2 separate regions of the Mus musculus genome follow, and region 2 is linked to region 1. A link is a contact called in public Micro-C data. All regions are on one chromosome and are shown on one strand. Each heading gives the region's core, a stretch centred on a gene start, on an enhancer-like site or on the middle of the called end of the contact. The rest is flanking DNA. Distances are from core to core; before and after follow the strand shown.

The links. Hi-C and Micro-C count contacts between places; a contact is called where the count stands out from the background.
Region 2: a contact with region 1 is called in a Micro-C map of muscle stem cells, with 2.4 times the contacts expected there. The contact joins the enhancer-like site here to the promoter of Gmcl1 in region 1. A contact is called at or near these places in 1 of 39 promoter capture datasets (macrophages), 1 of 15 datasets of contacts at CTCF or cohesin (the NIH/3T3 cell line), 3 of 484 Hi-C or Micro-C datasets (bone marrow-derived macrophages, liver and muscle stem cells), 8 of 115 datasets of contacts at active chromatin or transcription factors (the SCID.adh cell line, bone marrow-derived macrophages, double positive thymocytes and 4 more) and 3 of 9 other capture datasets (adipose tissue, liver and pancreatic islet).

The regions. Positions count from the first base shown.
Region 1 is chr6:86,729,996-86,737,889 of GRCm38.p6, reverse strand. Gmcl1 (germ cell-less, spermatogenesis associated 1) reads left to right here and starts at 4,512. Exons shown (of 14, transcript NM_011818.3): 1 at 4,512-4,979. The coding sequence starts at 4,726. Anxa4 (annexin A4) reads left to right here. Exons shown (of 13, transcript NM_013471.2): 13 at 67-1,050. The coding sequence ends at 126.
Region 2 is chr6:86,768,460-86,776,353 of GRCm38.p6, reverse strand. The region is part of intron 1 of Anxa4 (annexin A4); the gene reads left to right. Among named protein-coding and RNA genes, the nearest start is that of Anxa4, 21 kb to the left of the region's middle. Within about 2 kb of position 5,178, at least 15 of the 459 cell types and tissues checked have an H3K27ac peak or open chromatin away from gene starts, as enhancers often do. A contact at or near this core is called in muscle stem cells and pancreatic cancer cells, where this site is marked.

The sequences.
Region 1 (7,894 bases), core at 3,263-5,762:
TTTGAACTGTGTAATCTATCCAAGAACATCTTACCCTGCTGCCTCCTGTGCTCTCCTTTCTCCCAGGGTGACACTTCCGGAGACTACAGGAAGGTTCTGCTCGTTCTCTGTGGAGGAGATGATTAACACAAGACGCCGCAGGACAGAAGGCTTCTGAACACTGATCTTTTTTTTTTTTTTAACTTCATTTTTCTGCACTGCTATTAACATTATCTCAAATGCTTATTTCCAATTAAAACGCCTCCAGTTGCCTCCTGGGATGCAGACTATGTTATTATCGTCTATAATTAGTCATTTTGATGCCTTAAACTTGTACTTTCAAAGCTTTCAAGACATACATGGAAATTTAGAATTAGAAATTGAAATGTGCTCCACGTCTTTATCAGATTATTTCCTCGTTTGTGTTTTGTAGAGGTTGAATGTACTAAATCCTTTTAGATTTTCTTTTCAGTACAAATTTTACAGATCAGAAGCCATTTTCTTCCCTAGGAAGCCAGTCATTTCTTCACGTGGGACTGTCAGCATCTCTTACTAAGATTAGCCATCTAGATTCTTATTTTAGACAGATCCAAAGTTCTCACAAGCCCCCTTTCTTTGGCTCTGCCTATCATCGTAGTTGACAGTTGCTGAATATGGTGGGGCTTGCTTCATCTCCTTCTACCCTGAGACCATTTTCTTCCCGGGAAGTGTATGAAACAGAGTTACCAACTCATCAAACAAGTTCAATCTCAAGTGTGGCTCAGCAGATCCCGTGTGCTCGGTCGTTCCTCGTGCTGAACATTCCTCAGTCTTAGGGTCACTGTCCTAATCTTGCTCAAAGTGACAGTCAAGAGTGGCCTCAGCCAAGGTTGCTCTGATAATGCAATGCTCTGGGTGTGGCTGACCTCAGAAGAGTTTTTCTGCTAAAAATAATTAATCTCGTTAGACTGTTTATTTGATCCCCACTGTGCCTTTTTAATCTTATTCAGAAACTGTGCTTGCATTTAATCATGAAGTTTGGTTTGTATACAACATGAGACATTTTTAATTAAAATGGTGGCTTTAAAGGGGTGTGTATTCTTTCTCTGATTTTTTTTCTACCCTAGAGATTTCTTTTCACCCTGAACCATGGAAGGAACTACTTTTGAAGGAATACTAAATTTACTAAGGATACTAAGTTTCTACTTAAATTAACAATATTAAAAAAAGAAACACATTAATCATTATGTCAGCCTGCTTCTATAAGGCCAATGTTTACATTGGAGAGGTGGAGGCAGGAAGATTGGAACTTCAGGCTGTGCCTGGCTACATAGCCACTGTGAGACCAGATTGGGCATATGAGTCCCTGTCTCAAAAAGTCAAAACAAGATCTGGGGAGCTGGCTCTGTGAGTAATGTATTTACTGCAGAAGGACGAGGAGCGGTGTTGGAATCCCTGGCACCAATGTGAAAGCCAGGCAGAGCCAATGAGTGTGTGCCTGTAATCCCAAAGCTGGGATGTGGCGATGAACAGATCCCAGGGGCTCACTGGCCAGCTAGTGTAGCTGAATCCCTGAGCTTCAGTTTCAATGGTAGGCCCTGTCTCGATGATGATGGTGGTGAGGAGGAGGATGTGGTGGTGGTAGTGAGGAAGAGGATGGAGAGTAAGACAATGATGTCAGCTTCTGATTTCCACATGGGTGCACACAGCCACACACACACACACACACACAAACGATGAAATTGAGATGGCTTAGTGGGTAAAGGCTCTTTCTACCAAGCCTGACAACCTGAGTTCAATCCTTAGAACCCACGTGGAAGAAGAAAAGAACCAAGTCCCCCAGATTGTTTCCTTCTCCCATAAGCTAAGGAATAACACCCCTCTCTCATATCAAAAACGTAACGAAACCAACAAAACCACTAGCATTTAAATATGCTAAGGCCTACTCAATGGTATTGAATGACATGTTAGCTTGTTCTCTGAAAACGAGTGATTCTCTGCTCTAGTCAGTGCAGCATGCCTTTTAAGTGTCACATGGAACTGAGCTCAGTGGGGTAGCTATACCCTGTGTTCTCAGCACCACAAAGGACAAAAGTTGCAGATGTACAAAGAACACACACACACTCCTTTGTTCTTTCTGCGTTGGTACTGGGATCACTGACAACATTGCTATGTGACAGTCACTCCAATGAACTTAGATTCAGGTATCAACGCTACCACCTCAGGACTGTGGAATCTCTACTCCAACTTTATTACACTTTGGAGGCATTATTAGGTTCTTTGTTTTGGTTTTAACAGAAGTTTTACCATTACGTGGTGTCTTAGCCAAAATTTTAAGAACAGTGTTTTGTGGCTGAGTGCTTTCAGTGGGCTGTTTTTCTTATCCTTAGGTATAAGTTCAGGGGGAGGGTAGAAAGTCACAATTTTCTGCTCACTCTTGGCTTTTCAGAAGTCCTACTGTGTAGCTAGCTCCTCTAGGCCCCAAAATAATGTCATCTCAGTCATCAACATAATAAGCCAAAGTTCCAAGTGTAGTCTGAGGTTTCTTTCCTCAGTCAGTTCTGGCCTCAATGGGATGCTGGCTTGGGGAAGGGAAGTCAGGGCAGGGGACGAGGGCAGGGGACTGGAATGGGGGGAGGGCACTTCTCTTTTTCTCCATCATCCCTGCTTGTAGCAACAGTGAGAAGAGCAGAGGGGATCAGGTCAGTTCTTGCACTGCCCTTGCTCTGAGGGTGGAGGCTAAGTCCTATGTGGCTGTGGCAGGCTCTTACAGACATTGCCATGGCTCTCCTCAGTATCCAGGGAGCCATTCACCTGCGCTTCCTTAGACAAGACCAATATGGATGTTTTACCCTCTAGGAATTTAGTGACACATGAAGCCACCATGTTACAGTCTAGCTTGTGCATACGCCAAGGCCTCTTTGTTTTTGTTTTTTGTTTTGGTTTTTCAAGACAGGGTTTCTCTGTATAGCCCTGACTGTCCTGGAACTCACTCTGTAGACCAGGCTGGCCTCGAACTCAAAAATCCGCCTGCCTCTGCCTCCCGAGTGCTGGGACAATGTTTTAAGATGACCTCACGTATGTTTCATATTATGTACATTCCTGCGTGTCCCCTGCAGCCACCGTAGTTCTCTTCCTCCCACTTCTCCTTCAACCAGCCTCAGCTACACACCCTCAGAATTTCTCAAACATGAGAAATTCCTCAGTGGCTCACAAAGGACATATACTGCTATAACGGAGTGCAAATGGTGAATTGATGCAGTCAGTTCCGGGGGGGGGGGGGCGAAAAACTGGCAAGAACTCGTAAAGTTGAAAATTTCCCAAGAGCCCGTTTCTGGGATCTGCCTGATGAAGCTTTTGCGAGTGGTGTTCCTGAAAGAGCATCTACGTAGAAATAACTGAAACCCCTTGGCAAGGGAGTAGGCAAATGATGTGTCTAACAATGAGCAGTGACAATAACTAGAGATTCCATTCAAAGTATAGTTTTAGGAGAGGAGAAATCATAGGTTTGGGATGGTCCAATTCCATTTAAATTACATGTCTGAATGTGCAGCAGAAGAGTGGTTATACGTGTAAAGACATGCATAGAAATGGCACAGAGAGGGAGAGGCTGGAAACTGAGAATTAGTACACAAGGGGTTTCTCATTCCCCACTATATATCAATAAAGCTAAAGGGGAGTGAATCAAAGTAAGTGTGATAGAATTCCAAGCCAGTAGTAGGTCCACAGGTACTTGTATTGCTCTGTTTGAAACATTCTATTATAAACATTTTACTTTGAAAGGTATAAAAGGCAGGTATGGTAGCTCAGTGCCTCAACTCCTAGCACTTAGAGGCTGAGATAGGCGGACTTCTGAGAGTTCCAGGGAAGCCTTGGGCTTCAGAGTGACACTTTTCCTTGAAGAAAATTTAAAAAAAAAAAAAAATCGAGGGCCAGGGATGTAGCTTAGTTGGTAGAATGTTTGCTTAGCATTCAAGAAGCCCTGCATCTGATACTCAGCATTTCAGGTCCACGAAGGTGATGTGACACATACATGGCTGTAATCCCAGCTTTCAGGGGGTAGAAACAGGAGATCAAGAGTTCAAGAGCATCCTATACAGTGAGTCGAAGTATGTAGTACGAGACACTGACACAATAAAATAATAATTAAATCAAAACAAGGCAGCAGAAGGAAGGCAAGACCTGGAGGCTAGCTGAGGCTCCAGACTGAACCCGGTCAACACAGCTGGGTGACGGTCATCTATCTAACCGGGCCAGTCGGGTCCTAGAGCCCTGGAAGCAAAGGCCATGTTGGCAAGTCCGTCCTCTTATTAACCGTACAGGGCTGGATGAGACCCCGGAATCGAGGAAGCTTACGGGAAGAACCAGCGACAGAGATCCCGAGATCTGTTAGGCATAAGCACACAGTGCCCACGCCCCTCCGTTGAAGCCGGAACCGCGGAAGTCAGACACGCACCGGGGCTGAGCGCCGCAGGGACGGGCCAGCAGCCTGCGCATGCGCAACCTGCAGCGCAGGCTCCGTCCTCCCGCCCCGCCTTTTCCGGAGGCTCGCCTTGCGCCTGCGCCCTGCGGCGCGCGCTTTGTTGGGAGAAGGAGGGGGCGAGGTCTAGCGAAGCCGGTCCGCTGAGGCGCTACGGGCGGGGCTGAGGATGGAGGTGACTGCGTTCGCGGCGACGGTTGGGGCTGCGCGCGAGGCGGCAGCGGAGTAGGCGGTGGAGATACGGGCATGGCGGGGCGGCCCCTCGGTGCTCCCTAGGCGCCGGAGCCATGGGCGCTCTCAGCAGCCGGGTGCTGCGGCCCGCAGGGCGCACAGAGCAGCCCGAACCCACGCCCGGGGCTGGGGGCGCGGCCCGCAGGTCGGACGCCGGCGAAGATGCGGGCCACAGCTTCTGTTACTGTCCGGGCGGCCGCAAGCGCAAGCGCAGCAGCGGCACATTCTGCTACTGTCACCCCGACTCCGAGACAGACGACGACGAGGACGAGGGCGACGAGCAGCAGAGGCTGCTGAACACGCCGCGCAGGTACGGAACGCCCCGCACCTTGGGGGGCCTGACCCCGGTGTCCTTGACAGGAGAGCGCGGGAGGGTCGGTGCGGGAGGTGAGTGCCCGCGGAGCAGATGGGAGCTGGGCGTTTGCAGACAGACCTAGGTCAGTGCGGGAGCGGGCGCGTGCCGGGCAGACCTGGGGTCAGTGCGGGAGCTGGGCATTAGCAGACAGACCTGGGTCAGTGTAGGGTCTGGGAGTTTGCAGATAGACCTGGGTTAATACGGGAGCTCGCGCGTGTTGGGTGGACCTGGGATCAGTGCGGGAGCTAGAAAGCTTAGGGTTCTGCACATTAAACAGAAGCTTCCTGAGTGTCAGAGCCTCAACCTGAGCCTAAAAGGACTAGCCAGAGCTTCCGCGTCCCTTCCGTAGCAGGCGTTTGCTTTTTGAATAGGATAGCCACGGGAAATTTTACTGTGCATCACTAGCCATAAATCAGTAAAGAGAGGAGCATAGTAGTCCCTGAGATGGACATCTCTCTGTGTTGTCACTAGAGGGACCAGTGATGGAGATTCGCCCAGTTAAGAACAAAGTCTGCTTGTTGAGGTGGGCTGCACTCTGTGTAGGTTGCATAAGATTTTTTTGAGGGAAGAGTTGAAAAAAAAAAATCATTGCTTGTGAAATAGATGTGGCGTATACCAGAATATACTGTGCAGTAAGGATTTTTTTTTTCTCTTTTTAAGGTCACTGTTAGACTCACACAGATGTAATTTTTTAATGAAATTTTTAAAAAGGATCTGCTTATGGACATTGCATTTTTGTTGACAAAAAAAGTGTAGGTGAGCCGGGCGTGGTGGCGCATGCCTTTAATCCCAGCACTCCGGAGGCAGAGGCAGGCGGATTTCAGAGTTTGAGGCCAGTCTGGTCTACAGAGTGAGTTCCAGGACAGTCAGGGCTACACAGAGAAACCCTGTCTAGGAAAACCAAAAAAAAAAAAAAAAAAAAAAAAAAAAAAAAAAGTGTAGGTGGTAGAGTTGGAGCTCAGTGGTAGCGGTAAGATATGTAAATATCTTAGGTTAAAAACTAGGTTAATATAACTTTTCATTAGGGGGTGAATATATTCACAAGATGGATGTTCTAATGAGTTCCAATTCTGAATTCCTATCTGTATTCTGCACTTAATATACTCATTTTCATATGTAAAGTAGAACTATTATTGCCACCTCAAAGAGTTACGCAGATTTTGCAAGGTATTACAATCCTGCAGTAAGCCTCTGGTGGCTGAGACAAGAGCATCAAGTTGGAGGTCAGTCTGAGCCACAAAGTGACTTAAAGGCCATTCTGGGCTGTATCCAGACACCCTGGAGAGAAGAGAGAGGAAGGAAGGGCTGGGAGTGTTGAGACTCTCACAATCTGAGAGTGAGCACAAGTGCAGTGCCCCCCCCCCCCCCCCCCCCGGTTTTAAGATTTGTTTTTATTTATGAGTATGTGGATTTGTGCACATTCCTGCAAAGTCCTGGAACTGGAGTTACAGAGGTGTTGAGCTCCCTAATGTGGGTGTTGGGAATTGTACTTGGGTCCTTTGGAAGAGCAGTGTGTGCTCTTTACCACCGAGACACCTCTCAGGCCCCAGAGTGCCTGTCTTTGTGCATTTGGTATTAGAACTCTTTGATGAACAGGCTCTTATGTCATAAGACATGCATCCTTCTTCAGCCTTAGTGACTTAGCCACTCCCACTTACTTTTGGTAATTGTCTGATGCACCTTTTTAATCCTTTCCAACCTACATCCTGTATCCCATCACCCAACCACCCCTAAGATTTCCCAGCCCATATCCCAGGGCCTTATCCATTCTCCGGAAGCACTTTACTACCAAGCTGGATCTTTTCCACACCAGTACCATCTTTTCACTCTTTGCATATGCACTCATGCACAGTTGTGCTTGCATGTGGAGGCCAGAGATCAACAGTGGATCTTTCTATATTCCCCTCCACCTTACCTTTTTATGAGTCTCTTTATTAAACTGATTGGCTAGTCTAGCCAACCAACAAGGTCCGATCCTCCTGTTCCTGTCCTTCTACCTGCCCCGTTAGGATTACAGATGCTGGCAACCCCACCTGGCTTTTTTGTGGGTGTTTGTTGGTTTGTTCTTGTGTTCAGCTTTGTACTTGCAAAGCACTTTATTGGCTGAGTAATCTGCCTGGCCCTTGTTTGTGTCTTTATGTTTAAGGTTAGTATATATACAGCATATAGTTAAATCTTGCTTTTTTTAATCTAACATGACAGCTTGTGCCTTTTGATTGGTATGTAGACCATGTATATTTAATATAATTTTTGAAATATATGACAGGGAACATTTAAAAGAGAAAAACAATTATTTGAGCAAGGAAATTTTAATATAAATCATAACAAACAAAAAACAGGAAATTAACTGTCAAAGACAAAATATAATGATAAGGGATCTTTAGGAAAAAAAGTATAGGAATATGCCAGGCATTGTGGCACACAGCTATAATCCCAGCGCTCAGAGGCTGGGACAGGAGACTCATAGATTCAAGGACAGCCTAGGTTATGTCAGGTGCTTCCAGTAGAACTCTTTCTGTTTACATTGTTTCTGTTGTATATAAATCTATTTACATAAATATTGACATTTATGTTTGAGAGAGGCCTCTGCTACAGTTCATGTGCAGCAATCAAAGACAGCTCAAGGGAGTTTTCTCCTTGAACCATGTGGGTTTTAGGGTTTGAACTCAAGTCTTCAGGTTTGGTGGGTAAGGCCTTCACCTTCTGAGCCATCTCATCCCGTACACCTCCCCCTTCAGTGTCTCACTGTGCAGCTCTGGGTGGACTGGAACTCATAGAGATCTTTCTGCTTCTGATCTCCCTCCCTAGTACTGGGGTTGAAGCCAGTGCCACCATGCCTGGCCTGGCTCCCTTTTTAAAAGCTTCTTAAT
Region 2 (7,894 bases), core at 3,929-6,428, 38 kb before region 1:
GGTCTCCTAAATACTATGGTTATTCCTGTGACTATGGGTGTGGCTACTGTGTCCAGCACTTGCAAATTATGGTTGGCTCAGCCCTGACCTCTCCGCTTGCATGTGCAGGATGCCAGGCCCTGTTCTGTTCTAAGGTGGGCACAGAATGTGCCTGTTGGGATTCTGTGGCCTCATCTGGCAAAGGCATGCTGCCAACCATGAGTCAGCTCCAAGGGGCATTATCCAAAGACTGGATGGCTGAGCTTGGACAGGGCTGTGGCAGTTAGAAGTGTGCTTCTGGGTTTGCACGGCACCATCTTCTGCTGTCGACTGGCAGCCAGTCTTTTGCCAGATTAAGTGTGCTCCAGTCTCGGCCAGCTCATCTGGGCAGAGTATTTTTCTAATTGTTTCAGTTTTTATATCCAGTTTGCTAAAGAAAAGCAAATAAACAAACAACAACAACAAACAAACAAACAAGAAAGCATCTGATATAGCAAGAAAAGTGTCAATGTAAAGTTTTGGGTTTTTAAAAAAAGATTCATTTTTTAAAACATTTTAATTGTGTGTGTGCACGTTGTCTGGGTGGAGTCAGGGTGTGTGTGTGCAAATGACTACAGATGTCTGTGGTGGCCTTAGGTGTCAGATCGCCTGGAGTTACAGGCTGTTGTAAACCTCCTGACGTGGGAGCTGGAAACCAACGCTGGGTCTTCTGCAAGAGCAATATAAGATCTTAGCTGCTGAGCCATGTCTCCAGCCCTAACAACTTAAAATTTGTATTCCATTATTATTTTAAAAGCTTCTATCATCAAAATCTGCCTTTAGACTTAATTTACATGTGTGCACACTCATGTATTGGCATGGTACCACATAGAGAACATGGGATCTGAATGAAGACCTTTTGCTCCCATGCAAGTGACCTGGACCCCATGCCTAATTTCCCTACAGTGTAAATGATTGCACCCACTTCTCTGGATGCAAGGGACAAACGATGTGGCCTTGATAAAATATCTGATATACTGCAACTTAATATTCATTTAAAAATGAACTCCCTTTTGCTCAAGAGAACAAGGTGTGGAGGAGTAAGCTTATTACTATGGGACAGCTGGAAGCTGGGAGGTGACACTGGAGAAGGTTGGAGAGTCCTCACCAGGAAGTGCAGTGACGTAATTTTCAAAGGCCTTCAGGATTTTTGCTTTAATGATAGATTACTCTTGAACAGATAAGGCAGGCGTGATATTGCTCTGTTCTGAAGGGTGTAGTGGTAGAAGTTCAAGCGCTCACAGAGCAGACAATCAGAGACCATTGACAGAGTGACTGCACTCACAGGCCACCTCAGCGAGACTCTCGTCTGTCTTGGAAGGTTCAGTTCCTGGTTTTCTTGCCACTGTCTGGAGGGAGAGAATCGGCTTTCTCTGCAAGTTAAAAGGTAGAACACTTTTGTTGTTGTTGTTGTTGTTGTTGTTTTGTTTGTTTGTTTGTTTGCTTGCTTGCTTGTTTGAGAGAGGGTTTCTCCGCATAACCCTAGAACTGGCTCTCCTAAACTCCCTCTCTAGACCAGGCTAGACCCAAACTCATGTAGATACGCCTGTCTCTGTAATGGGATTAAAGGGGTGTGTGCTACCACCACCCAGGTAAAACAATTTTCAAAAATTTCACCACCACCACCAAAATGGTGCAGCCAATGAGAATTCCAAAGGTCTCCAGTCCATAGGCACTGCTAAGAGCTGTTGAGAAAAAGTGGGTGGGGGAGAGAAAGAGTCTGAAGCGTATGACGGTGAGCGCAGGCCCGGGAATGTCACAAGCTACATTTACAGAGTCTGCTATAATAACACCTGTTGGGTCCTATTTGAAGCTTATTCCTGGGGAAACTGAGGTAAGACATTTAACAAGGTAAAGATTGAGCTAACATGCAGGGTTTTTCTGACAACCACCTAGGCCATGTTGACTCTTTTTTGCTTTGACCAAATGAATATTTTAAACTTTGCTTCTTAATACAGCATAAGACTTATCTCAGTCAGTTTCTGTTACTGTGGCAGTCTCAGTCTCTTTCTGTTGATTTCACACAGGACAGAGGAAGCTAGGCTTAGCAGCTCATGCCTGAAATCCCAACCCTTAGACGGACGAAGCAGGACTGACCAGAGTTTGAGGTCAGGGTGGACTCCATATTCTGTGCATGCCTGGGCTCTAAAATGAGATGCCCCCTCCCCCACTCACTAAAACAAATTAAAAAAAAAAAAAAAAAAAAAAAAACAAGAAAACTAGCAAACTCAGACCAAACAGGACGAAGTCAGGGCTTTATCCGAGTCTGGCTATGAGCTGACTGTTGATCTGAGGTTACACGGTGTCACTAAACCTCAATTTTTGTCTTAGGTGATAAGAAAGATGAGGAAGAATCCTCAGGCTGTCAGGAACATGACATGAGTTCAGATGACATAGAAAGCCTGTGTGCTCTTTGTCCCCAAGGCTCCCTCTGCTGCTTAGATAGTGGAGACTTTCTATGGAGTCTGAACCTTGATAGAAGTGTGAGGAGAGCGGAGATGGGGGCGGGATGTTTTAAAATCATATATAAAACAATGGCTTCTCAGTCTGTTAGCCAAGGTTAAGTGTAAGCTGTATGTGAAATGTGTGTCTTGGGGGTTGCAGATAATACTGTTATTGTTTCCCATGGCGCTATAAGTAAGTATACGTTTTAGAAAAATATTGTGTGGGGACCTTAAATGCCTTCCTCAGTTGCTCTCTACTGTATTTATTGAGACAGTCTCTCTCTGTCTCTCTTCTTTGTCTCGCTCTGTGTCTTCCTTTGTCTCTGTCTGTCTATCTGTCTGTCTGTCTTTTGCTCTCTTTCTCTTTCAACCTGCAGCTTGCTGCTTCCCAGTGGTCTGGCTAGCCAGCTTGCCCTGGGAATCCCTGTCTCTGTCTCCAGAGAGCTGGAATTAGGGACAGACTGCCATGCCCACAGGACTTCTGTATGGGTTCTAGAAATCTGAACTCCAGTCTTCAGGTTTGCATGACAACTCTTTGTCCACTGATCCATCTCCTTATCCAAGTTTTCCTGTTTGTTAAAGTGTCTGCCTGCTGGAGGGGCATCAGCACCTAGGACTGCATCTGGGTCTGTGGGCACCTAACTCGGACTCCACCTGGAACAATGACCTCAGTAGGCTTCACTCAATGCAGGTGTTGAACTCAGGACTTCTGGAAGAAGAGTCAGTGCTCTTCATTGCCGAGCCATCTATCCAGCCTCAATTCGGGTGTTTTTACATTCACATTACATAACTTATACATCCTGCCTTTGATGAAAGGTTGGGAAATGACTGTGTCCCCAACTCAAACCCCATCACTCCAACAAAACTTGCCTTATGAAAGACATAAGTTCCAAGAAAAAGAGTAGACACTCACTGTTACTTTCCAATGTCATTGGCAGTTTCGAAAGCCTTCCTACTTGGGTGTGGCCCACCCACACCCTCCGCTAACCCCAGGGACCAGAAGTTAAATCTGTCCCTGCTGGATGTAAAATGAAACTGTGTTCCAGCGAAGAGTGAGTCACTCACATGTGACTCCAGAGACTCAAGAATATTCCAGAGTTAGAACAGAGTACAAAGAAGTCCATGCCCGAAAACGACTCAGGTTGCCTGTCCTGGGGTGTGGGTCAGTGTCTGGAATCGGAGTGGAGGTCCCAGGGTTAAGGTGGGGTCTCATAGATACTGTATTCACCAGAAGTTCTGCCCTCGTGATAAATATGACACCCGAGTCAGCATTCAGCTCAGTGCAGTGACACTGCATTGACAGGGACACAGTATGGCCACTAGTGGGGTTGTGCACATTAACCCTTCCAGATGGCAACTTGGGAAAAGAGAGAGATGTGTCCATGACCTCCCAATATTTCCTTGTGAATCCCCGTTGTGAATTATTTTTGTAGATGTATGTAATCTTTCACGAAGCAGGTGACTCACTGACAGCTGAATTTCCTTCCTGATACTGCAGTTCATGTCAGTCTCATATAAACATTCTCCCAGTCGCTCTAAAACAGTATGTTTTCTTTTTAAGACAGTCTCAATGTGTAGCCCAGTCTACCCTCGGAGATCCTTCCACCTCACCCACCCAAGTGCTGAAATTACAGGTGTGCACTACCACATCTGGTTTAAACTATACCTTCAAAGCTCTCCTATGCCACACCCTTTATGCACATGATATTTGCACATGATTAGGAAGCGGAAGCCACTCCACACCTGGCTCTGTGCATCCCTTGGAGTTTCAGGCGATTCTGAAAGGATGGGTCACCGCCTATTGTCACTTTTCATCTGGGACAGTCTTGATGCTATTGGGGTCATTTGACTCCCCCAGAAATGTGTTTGCAATATTTTAGAGTAAAACCTGGGGTTCCATTGCTTGTTATTTTACCCTCTTTCTGACAGCAAAGTTTTTAAAACTCCAATTTAATTTTGAGTCACTGTAAATATAGTTCAATTTAGGGAATCCTAGGCAGGCCCTCAGAGAGAAAGGTCCAAGACGTGTAAGTAGCTGAGAATGCCATTGCCATCTGTTGCACACACTGAGCACCACTGGGCAAGGAGACTTTGTAGTGAAGCTTTGGGAGGTGGGACCCTCTGGGGTTGGGAAGATGCCTATGGAGATGTGATAGTTCTGGCCCAGAACTTGAGAGCAGGCCATCGCCGAGTGGAAGGCAGGCAGAGCGTGAGGCAGCCGGAGCATGAGGCAGCGCGTCACTCAGAATCCGCAGTCAGGAAGCAGAGAGAGATGAACACTGGTACTCAGCTCACAGTCTCCGTTTCACTCAGCCCAGGATCCCAGCCCAAGGGATAGAGCTGTCCACAGTCAGGATGCATCCTCCCCTCACTCAGTGCAGCCTGGAAACTCTCGCACAGGTGTGCTCAGACGTTTGCCTCCAAGGTGACTCTAGATCCTGACAGTCAGTGTTAAGCACCAAACTTGACTGTCTGCTCTTCTTCCCCCTTGTTATTCCCAAGAGCCAAAGTGGCCTTGCTAGGAGCCTAACACTGTTAGAAAGCAGGCTGGTGGGCTAATTTCACACACATTATCCACAGCCATGAAATGGACTTAAAAGGCATGTCTGAGACTCTGCCCTTGTTTTCTATCTTAGTAAAGTATTCCTGACTCCTTGAGGGTAGGGTTCCAGAGGTGTGGCTCTAGCAGTCTCCCCACTTCCTGTGGAGTAGGAAGAAGCAGTGGAAAAGGTTTCTAGTTCAGGTCCTCCCCTTTTGGAAGGTGTCCTTCTTCCCTGCCCCCTCACTTGATGTTTCTTCCTAACTTACGTGGTAGCAGCAGCAGCTGGGCTGAACTGGCAGAATCACTCTTTGGAAGGGAGGGAGGCACTTCTGGATGCCTCGGGTGGCACGCAACAGGGAGGGTGGCAGGAGACTCTGCTCGTGACTTGGTTTTGCCTTCATCTATACTTGTTTCATTCACCTTATTATTATTTTTTTTTTACTTTTAACTACATATTTATTTGTTTGTTTTGACCATTTGATGTGTTTGTGTATGGGCACACATGTGCGGTAAGTGTGGCGATCAGAAGCCACCTCATGGGAATTCGTTCTTCCCTTTGGTCATATGTGTCCCAGGGATCAAACCGAGGTCTCGAGGCTTGGCAGCAAGCCCCTTCATCTGCTGAGCCTTCTTGCTAGCACTCACTCGCCTTATTGTTAAATAATCTCTGAGAAATGTGCTTCTAGGCTGGGGATATAGCTCAGTTGGTAGAGTGAGTGCTTGGCTAACATTCATGAAACTCTGGGTTTAATCTCCAGGACTCATAAATTAATCACAGTGGTGCATGCCTGTAATCCCAGCATGTCAGAGGAGGCAGGAGCATCAGAAGTTCAAAACCATCCCAAACTGCATATGGAGTTTAAGGCCAGCCTGGGCTAAAAACCCTGAGTTTAAATAGAAGGGACATGTGGTCTCTTTTGTCCTCCTAGAAGCAGGGGCTCAGCTTGGTGATTGGCATATGGGAGGGTGACTGTCCCAGGTACAATGAAGCCAGGCTCATGTGGCTTTCATACCCAGGACTTAGTGCGTGCTGTCAGTGAGTTGCAGAGTAGTAGCTGTGCTCTTTGCTGTGTTCTGTTAGTATTTACATGGAGAGAACAAGTGTCCCTCCAGGTAATCAGGCCTCACGGTGGGTTCTCTGCAGCCCACTGACACGATGAACTTGTTCTCAGCGTCAGCGGGTTCTTGGCCCTGCCCCCCTCCTCCATGTTAAGTCTGTGGAGCAGAGTTCTCCTTAATGCTTCATCCATCCAAGAGAACCTTTCCCCAGAGGTGGCTCTGTGGTCACAGCCAAAGCTGATTCATAGTCTAATTCTTTAATTCAGTAGCTCCCTGTGTGTGTGTGTGTGTGTGTGTGTGTGTGTGTGTGTGTGTGTGTGTGTGTGATTCATGTGGAGGCCAGAAGACAAATTCTTGTGTTATTCCTCAGGTACGGTGTACCCCTTTTTTGAGACAGGTTTTCTCGTTGGCTTTGTAGAATAGGCTCGCCAACAATTAAGCGCAGGCATCTGCCTGTCTCTGCCACCCTAGTGCTGAGCTTACAGTGAACACCTCTTTATGTGTGAGCTCTGGGGACTGAGCTCAGCCCTTGTGCTTGTCTTGTGTCTCCTCAGAGCTCTCACTTTTGTTTGTTTGTTTGATTGATTGATTGATTTTAACAAGATCTCATGTAACCCAGGCTGGCCTCGAATTCCTCATATCTGGTGTCATGCCCTGCAGAAGGATGTTAGTACGGCCAACAGTCCTATAACAAGAAGTTTAACACACACACACACACACACACACACACACAAGCTTAACACGTTTATTTAATTAAAGTTATATACAAGATTCAAGTCTTCATCAATGAAGACCCTGAACCCCAACGAAAATTCTGAGGACTCTGAGGTTTCCTTTTCTTTCCTCGTCTCTTCTTTTCTTTTCTTTTGCTAAAGACAGAGTCCCACTGTGTAGCCCTGGCTGGCCTAGAACTCACTATGTAGGCCAAGTTGGTTTCAAACCCAGTCATGCCTGCCTCTGCCGCCTAAGCATTAGGGTTAAAGCTATATGCCGCCATACCAGGCCTGAGGAAAGTTCTGGTTTTCTATTTAGGTTCCATGGAGAATGGATGGGTGTTTAGAAACACAGCTAACTGGGCAGAAGGCTTGACCCTGTGACACATACCTGAGGGTGTCACATTCCTTTCTCTGGAGTGTGGTGCAAGAGCCACCTGTGAGGACACTCACGTGATTTACTCTGAAATAAGACAAGCAAGAGAGCTTCCTACACAGAAATACAGGAAAAGGTTGACTCAACACTCCAGACCCCATGGCTTACTTGGCGGTGGGAAGGAGAAGGGCTTTGGTGTGTGTGTGTGGGGGGGGGGTGTCTAGAAGGTTTGCATGACTGACTTTGGGAATCTCAAGCTGGGAAGGGCCAAGAGGGTGGGAGAAGGCTAGAGAGACCGGGCTCTGAGAATGTTTCTGAGAGCCCACAGTTAGGGGAACTCAGCCCAGCAGTTGAGTGTCAGCCTCTAGATGTGTGTGTGTGTGTGTGTGTGTGTGTGTGTAGGGGTTCCCACCCCAAGCAATTCCTCAGTTCTTTCTTGGCTCCAAATAGGAACTCTATACCTTAACCCACTTCCAATACTGTTAAGGGCTAAAGACTCTATCCCAAAATACTGCCCAGTTCATGTATCACCTTCTAGTCCAGGAAATACTTCTGGCCCACAGGCAATAAACCAAGGGATCCCATAGCTCCCGTGTGTTTGACTGTGGGAATGGCTTGCAGAACTCAGGCCAAGAGTTTGCTGAATGAATCATGAGCACTTTATAAAAGATGAACCTCAGAAGCAGGCACAGAGGGCAGGCATAAGGGAAGGGACAGAAGTTCCCATGATCCCTTGCTCCCT